Regions from separate parts of the Anser cygnoides genome. Here region 2 is linked to region 1. A link is a contact called in public Hi-C data. All regions are on one chromosome and are shown on one strand. Each heading gives the region's core, a stretch centred on a gene start, on an enhancer-like site or on the middle of the called end of the contact. The rest is flanking DNA. Distances are from core to core; before and after follow the strand shown.

The links. Hi-C and Micro-C count contacts between places; a contact is called where the count stands out from the background.
Region 2: a Hi-C map of liver shows a contact between it and region 1, with 2.3 times the contacts expected there. The contact joins the promoter of ST3GAL1 here to the promoter of NDRG1 in region 1. A contact is called at or near these places in 2 of 7 Hi-C or Micro-C datasets (both in liver).

The regions. Positions count from the first base shown.
Region 1 is chr2:155,626,072-155,629,936 of Taihu_goose_T2T_genome, forward strand. It overlaps NDRG1 (N-myc downstream regulated 1), which reads right to left and starts at 2,056. Exons shown (of 17, transcript XM_048049918.2): 1 at 1,915-2,056.
Region 2 is chr2:155,772,904-155,776,768 of Taihu_goose_T2T_genome, forward strand. ST3GAL1 (ST3 beta-galactoside alpha-2,3-sialyltransferase 1) reads right to left here and starts at 1,869. Exons shown (of 6, transcript XM_066990761.1): 1 at 1,698-1,869. The coding sequence starts at 1,844. It overlaps LOC106043263 (a long non-coding RNA gene), which reads right to left. Exons shown (of 3, transcript XR_001211591.3): 3 at 3,337-3,865.

The DNA of each region.
Region 1 (3,865 bases), core at 806-3,305:
CTCAGTTCACTTATTGTTGAAATTTTGGTTCAAAGTTTCCAAAGTTGAAGTCCAGCCTGTTCAGATGTTTTTGTAACCGCAGTGCAAGCAACTCAGATTCAGAACTTGCGGCCTCTAGTTCCCTACTTATGACATAGTATCTGTTCTGTTTATACTGAAAAATATTAAGTATGGAAACCATACACATCCTAAGTAGTTTCTCATTAATGTATTAAAGCCTCTTTTTACTGCACCAGTATTATCCAGAAACCTGTATATGTCAAATCACATACCAATTCCTCCTGAATCCATTCATGAATTATTCTTAAAGGCCACAGACCTTATTAGTACTCGGGAGATTGTACAAATGTTTAAGGAACACTAGTTTTGTAGCATCTACTCCTATTTTACCATTTTATCCACCACCACTAAGCTCTTGCTGTGTGCAAGACAGAGTACCTGCTGTTTACATGAGCACTGGTGATAAAAACAGTGTGTCAAACTTTGTTAGACTTTAGTTAAGAGAACACGAGATTTTTAAAAGCATGCTCCCAGACCCAAGTTCAGACTGCACCAGCTTAACAGGTGAAGTTTTGCTGTAAGTTGCCAGTAACAGAGTAGACTAAAAACAGCAAGGTAGGCTTACATGTTTGCCTTTGATAGCTCTTGTTTACAGAGTATTTCTATTGCTTGCCCCAGTGGTGTTTTTTCAGCAGCTGTATCTTTGACACAGTTGTGTATAAAATAACAATAAAAAAGTAAACAAAAACTCAGAAGAAATCATAACAGTGTAACACTTAACAGAGTATCTGGACATACAGCTTTGGGTTGTCTTTGACCTCTTCCATGCCTCTACTACTGCATTTTTCAGGTTCAAAATACAGTTTATATTTAAATAGACAACTCAGAAAAAAAAAAATCCAAATTACATAGCTGGTAAATACCTCCATCTGGAAAGTAAAAGTAGCCCAGTTCTGGGGATGGGGTACAAAATTGGGCACTGGGGGCTTCATAAAACAGTGGGTAAGATATGGAGTGATACAAGCGTTTCATAAGAAAACCATAATACAGTGGAAAGCACTAACCAAAACATCCTCACTAGCAGAAGTGAAATCTCATATTTCATGAGATCCAGTACATAGGCTTTGCCTCTGCTGCAAACACCGCAGTGAAGTGCTATGAACCTTAGCAGTGCCTGGAAGTGCTCACAGTAAACTGCACCTAGCATCACATATTAAGACAATAACCCCACAGAAACAACTGACTAGTAAAGGCTGGACACCAATCAAGTCTGTCGTCTGCTCCAAATCCAACGTGGAGCTGCGACAGCACAGAAACACAAGCAACAAGCGCCAGTAGTCAACTTCCGTAAGAAAGTATGTGCCTTCGCTTCACAGCTGTTTACCAGCCCAGCCCGCTGCTGTCACGGGAGGCAGCAGCATCCAGCAGCTGCCCCAGTCGCCACTCCCACCCACCAGTGCACAGCCCCTGTTCTGCGAAGAGCCACTCGCTCCTTCACCTCCTCAGCCTGCAGCCAGCAAAGTCCTCTTTGGAAGAAAAAGAAAAGAGACAGAAAATGAAAAAGAAGAAACAAAAAAACAAAAAAGATACAGAAAAAAAAAAAAGAGATAGGAAAAAAAAAAAAGAGATAGAAAGAAAGAGATAGGAAAACGAGAAAGATATAAAAAGAAAACGAGAAAGATGATACAAAAAGAGAAAGATAGGAAAAGAAAAAGATGATAGAAAAAGAGAAAGAGAAAAAAAAAGAAAGAAAAAGGTTGAGTGACTGAGTGGATAGATAGATAGATAGATAGATAGATAGATAGATAGATAGATAGATAGATAGATAGATAGATAGATAGATAGATAGATAGATAGATAGATAGATAGATAGATAGATAGATAGATAGATAGATAGATGCTCGCGGTACTTGCCGCAACAGCTGCTCTCCGTGCGCCGCCGCCGCCGCGCTCCGACCGCCGCTGCCTTCCCCCGCGGGTCGGATTTATAGCCCGCGCCCCGCCCGCCGGGCGGCGCTGCCCGCCGCCACCGCCGCCGCCGCCTCCCCGCCGGGAGCACGGGGCGGGCCGCCACCCGATCCGCCGCTCCGCCCGGCCCGGCCCGGCGCCCCAGGGCTCCCCCCGCCGCCAGCCGATGCCTGCAGCGGTTACAGCCCGCACGCCTCTTCCGCGCAGGGTCTCTATATGTCAGCTGCCCCCTTGTCGTAACCCCACGTCTTCCCCTTTCCTCGGGGTCATGCAGCCCAGGCGGGGGGAGGCTGATGTCTGAACGGCTGAGACCTTCTGCCCTGCTTCACGAAGTGTTTACTGCGCAGGGTGTGAAGCGTTGCACACAGTTTGATGAGGAGACGGGAGTTTAAACAGGAGGTTTTCCCAGTGGCCCAAAGAGAAGCATTCCTGGGAAAAGCTGAGAAAAGGACTACAACTGGGGTGTCCTGGCACAGGTGGTCAAAATCATGCGGATGTGTGTAATACTATATAAAAATAAGTCTGTTTACCAAATCCTGAATTGCAAAACTTATGCTTGTGCATTACCATCACCACTAGGAATGAACACTGATCTCAGCAGAAACAAAATAATGCCTTCCTATGTTTCTGATGAAGTTCAGAGGGTACAATGGGAGCAACAAGTGCTGTGTGAGTTTCCCAGAGAACAGCTCTTTGGCAAGAAGCGCAGCTAATCGTTTATTCCAAAAAGGGGCCCTAGCGGGCTGAGTAAAGAATATCTTCATATACACAGTTCTGCGTGTAACTACCCGCAAAGGGACAGGTTAAACTGTGACAGCCTGGGCTGCTTTTTCTGTGACTTTCTGTAAAGCACACTTACTCCATGTGTGTGATTTTACTTAACAGCCTCACTTTTATGACAGGTTACTCTGCCCCAAACTGATGAAATGCACAGAATGTTATCATACTCCCTCATGTAGTGGCTTGAAGACAAAATCAGAAATTCCTGAAACTCTGGTAAACTCTGTCTTTGTTTTATTGCTACACAATAAGCTTATTAAGTCTAGTCTACAAAAGCTTGCTGCTGTTCAAATGCATATTAGCTTCTCTCCTCCTAACCCAGCTTCTGCACCTGAGTGAAAAGTGCTGACCTTGGAAAAAGAACCCTGGAAAACTGGTTCCTATTTCACCATGTTGTACAGCTCATACTATGAAATATTATTGTTTAATAAATCTAATTTCTTATCAGCTTTTCTTACTTTTGATTAGTTAATGTATGCAAGGATTAAAAGTATTTCTAAAACAACAAAAGAGAAGCATTTGTCATTCTAAGACAGAGCTGCTTTGTGCGTTTTTTTGTTTTTTTTTTTTTTTCATAAAAGGTCTAACCTTTTTCATACCCATTTTAAACTACAAGGCCAGGAATCCAATGAAACCATGAAAAATAATTTATAACTGAGCCAAGTTTGAAGTCAGATCTTCAGAATGAAGTCATCTAATCACTGGCTCCCTGTGTTTGTTATGGAAGATCTGTCTAGCTCAGTGGCTCTTAAAGTTATGGAACAAGTGCAAATGCTAGAACAAGAAGATGGGCTTGACTAATTTTCCAAGGGATTAATCCTTCCTTCATCTGATCATGAAACAAAATCCTAGCTCAGAAGCATTCAGTCCTTCAGAAAACAGATCTGGGTCAGTGTCTGAACTATGTGGTCTGGCCTATCCTCAAGCAGTTTTTCAATCTGCTGTGCTTGGCTGCTTTTTAGGGAAGGGGCCAAAAGCTCCAGAGATTCAAATGGAATGAACCATTCCATGGGCAGTAAATGAAGATTTCTGCAGTAAAAACAAGTACTGAGCTTGGAATGAATGAGAGAACTGGCACAAAGTGTTTTATTTTGCTTTGACCTTTGCAGTTTGTTAT
Region 2 (3,865 bases), core at 619-3,118, 150 kb after region 1:
CCTACAGCAGCACCAAAATAGAGTAAATAAAGTGAGAAATCGGCAGAGGAAGAGCACCAAGTTCACTGTGGACCCACACTGGAGTTTTTACTGCTTCAGGGATAATCAAGAAAACAAGTGCCCTTAACTTATTAAAAAGAAAAAAATCCACCTTTTTTTTTTTATCCGGTCATTCCCTTCTCCACCCCCCAGCCTCAGCCTGGAAGTGCGTTCAAACAGATTAGAAGCTATCAAGTTCCCAGAAGGGACCTCAAGCACAGCCATGCCCTGCAGATAGCCACCGGCCGCTGCCAAAAGCCAGAGAGGGGCCCTGGGACAAACCCCAGATTCTAACCGGAGAGCAGCTCTGCCGATCCCTTACAAACAGTGGGCAGAGCCCCACGGGCTTTGGACAAAGCCCTAAGAATTGAGGAGGGGTGAACATATCGGCTGCAGAAGGCCCTGGCTGGCATGGACCGCGCGGGACACTAGGAGCGGAGATCCAAGTGTTTCAAAGCAGATGCTTCCCACGACCACCCCTCCAGCTACAGCCATGTCAATAACCCCCAGGAGGAGCGTGCTGCTGCTAACTGAGTATCTTCTCAACTGCCAAGCGGCAGGAAGGCTGCTTAGAGGCGGCTGGCTCTTCATTTTCCCTTCTGTCACCGAAGGGCACCAATGTAAAGGAACTCCTGGGGACAGGATCAGAGGGAAAGGTGGAGTTTCTTTTTCATATCCTCGAATTTCCTGTCTCTTTTCCACACTGAAGTTTAATTTCCTTTTCAAAAAGGGCTTTTGGAGCTTATGAAAATTGACCCAAAAGATTACAAGGGCTTTGTCACCCTTCCAATCTCTCTGAAGGATCCATAATTAGGGAGGTTTTTCCTTTAACATGTGTGCCCAGCAGGCAAATATATAATTTAGACTTACAATTATATGAAAGAGTTATTTCTGTGTGTTGGACACATACACACTCAACCTTGACAAATAGTTGAAAAATCCTGCAAGTCTCAAAGGAGTAAATATGCATCCAGGCATTTTATTTTTTTATTTTTTAACTAGTTTGTTTTCTGTTTCTGCCAAAACTAAAATCAATCATTACAAGGACAAAGGTTCCACGCTCGCTGCTGAGACATCTCCAGCGCAACACCAACACACCTAACAAACAAACTCGGAGATTAGTTATTTATACTCCGCTGGAGACTCATTCTGCGAGCAGGGATGTGCTGGTACCTCAGGCAGCCAGCCTGCTTTCCCCTAACGGAGCAACACTGCCTTCCCTCCCTCGCCGCACAGCCCACCCAAGTGAAAAAAATAAATAAGCAAAGAAATGAATCCATACAAACAGCGGGCTGTGGGACTCCGTTAGGCTTCTCCCCAGCCACCCAGCCACGGAAGGGGGCTGCCCGGAGCCTCTCCGTGCCCCCCAGCCCACCTCTGCCCCTCTGCGGGGATTTTTGGGGGGCGCAGCCCGGCGGGATGGGGCGCAGCCGCCCCGCTCCGGAGCGGCCGGCGGAGGATGCTGCGGGCTCCGGCGGGGCCACCCTCTGCCTCCAGATGATCACAATAACACCGCCACCCCCCCTCCTCCCCCAAAAAAATAAATAATAATAACAACCAACTTAAGCGAACGAGGAGCAGCAGGGGGAGCGGGAGGATTTGCAGGTAAGCGGGGGAGGAGGAGGAGGAGGAGGAAGAGGAGGGAGCCCGGTACTCACGGCGGGGCGCCGGGGGCCGGCTGGCGGCCAAACCCCATGGCCGGGGAAAGGGCGAACCGATCGCTGCCGGATCCTCGCCGAGCTGCTGCAGCCTCCGCTCCCCCGTCCCTCCCCTTCCCTCCCCGGCAGGGCTTCCTGCCCGCTCATATAGCGCGCCCCCAGCCACGTGGAAGGAGCCGGGGCCCCCGGCGGCTCCTCCTCGGAGCCGGGCGAGGCGGAGCCGCCCCCTTCTGCCCCCCCCCCCCCCTCCGCCCCCCTTTCCGCGGCTCTCCGCGGTGCTGCGCGGCTGCTGCGCGGCGCAGGAGGCGCAGGAGGCGCGGGGCGCGCAGGAGGCGAGATGCGCGCACAGCCCGTCCCCGCCGGCCGCCAGCCCAAACTTCGCCCCCGCCCCATCCACCGAGGCGAAATACCTGCTCCTGACACCGCCCTGCGTCGGCCCCCCCCCCCCCCCCCCGAAACGCTTTCGCCCCCCCTCGTTTTCCCCTCCGCGCCCCAAAAGCTCTCCTTGTCTGAAAATTGCGCCCGCGCGGATCCCCGGCGCCGAGCGCAGGAGGGAAAGCGGAGAGAAATTCAGGGCTTCCCGTGGGGAGAGCGCGTTTTGCGTCATTAATGATGATTAAAACAAAAAAAAAAAAAAAAGAGCACATAGTAAATAATGCCTTCTTCGCGTCCAGTATCTGACGTTTTTAAGGTTACTATAAAATGCTGCGGAATTAAAAAGCGTCGTTAAAGAACCCCCAGACAGATACTTGCAACTGGTAAAGTGTCTGGTGAAACTATTTGACGCAATGCCGGCTTTAGGCACCTATCCTGTGGGTGCTCAAAGTCCGTGCAGGTTTCAGCCTCACCAACTTGTTTCCACTCCCTCACTTCTCTGGATTGTCCAGCTTTTCATTTCTATTTTAACTCCGGGATTGCAATTAACAAAGAAATCCTTTGGATTATTCTGAAAGCTCTCTGAGGCCAAAACCAGTGTCAAGTGTTTCAGCAAAATGTAACAATGGGCACCCCAAGGGGAGAGAGCAGATTTGGGCTGGTGTTTGCCCTCCCTGCATTTGCTCTCTTTTCAGTAGGTAACCTGCCATCCTCCAAACAAGCCAACTGCCATCGCGGCTAGGCCAAGAAGCAGAAGTTAAAATAGAAAAATCAGCATTTGCTGTGTACGCAGTTGCCAAGAAGCTATTTCTCCTCGCCTGTGTAAATAAATTGCTGTTCAGCAATGGCTGGCTTGCTCTGAAAGACTCGCGGGGAAGCTAAGCGCTATCACCGTGCTATTGCTGGAGGAAAGAGGAGGCACGGGTGGGAGCGTGGCCAACAGATGCCCCATCCCCAGATCCTCCAATACTTGGGCTGAATAAGACCCAAGGTGTTCGTGCACGCTGAAATGCACTGCAATGGCTGCGTGCTGTCACAGCCAGCATCATGGGAGCGATTGCTGACCCTGCCAGAGCGATATAAATGCTGTCCCCGTTCCAAGGCCAAACTCCATGTAGATGGGCTTACTGGGAAATCTGTCTTCTTATCGCAGCTGATCATACGTGTTTGTTAGGTATTGTACAGAGACACCTATTGACTGCTATAGCTGCCTGTGAAGCAGATTAAATACTTCTGAAAAAAAAAAATTTTGTAACCGTGAAACTAGGATTATTGGCCACAACTGAACTCTGAACTCTGTTCTGACTGGTAAGAGAGACAGGTCATCTACATATATGTTATTTCTGCTGAGAAAATGAACAATATTCTTTATTTAGATGCGCAAGAGGCACTGCAGTTACTTTACACAAATGTCGTCATTAGAACAATGTAATAAGTAGTGAAAACAAGAACGTGAACTTTATAAAGGTATCTGATAGCAATTGACTTTGCCATGTTTGATAGATGGTTTGATCTCAGCCAGTTAGGTCATCTTGCCTTATTTACTTATTTATTTATGTTGCAAACTAAACACTGAACTGCTGTCCTATCTGTTCAGATTTCTCAGAACTGCCGTGGTGTCCTCTGATCCTAAGCCTGCTGTGGCAGCTGAGAACTGCTCAGAGGTTTGAAACAGGTATTTAGATCAGGTCCTCAGCAGCCTCCACAGTGTCCAGAATCTGACTCCGGGGTTAAGGTGCTTTAAAAATCAAGGAGGAAAGAACCCAAAAAAGCATGCAGCATCTTCCTCTGGT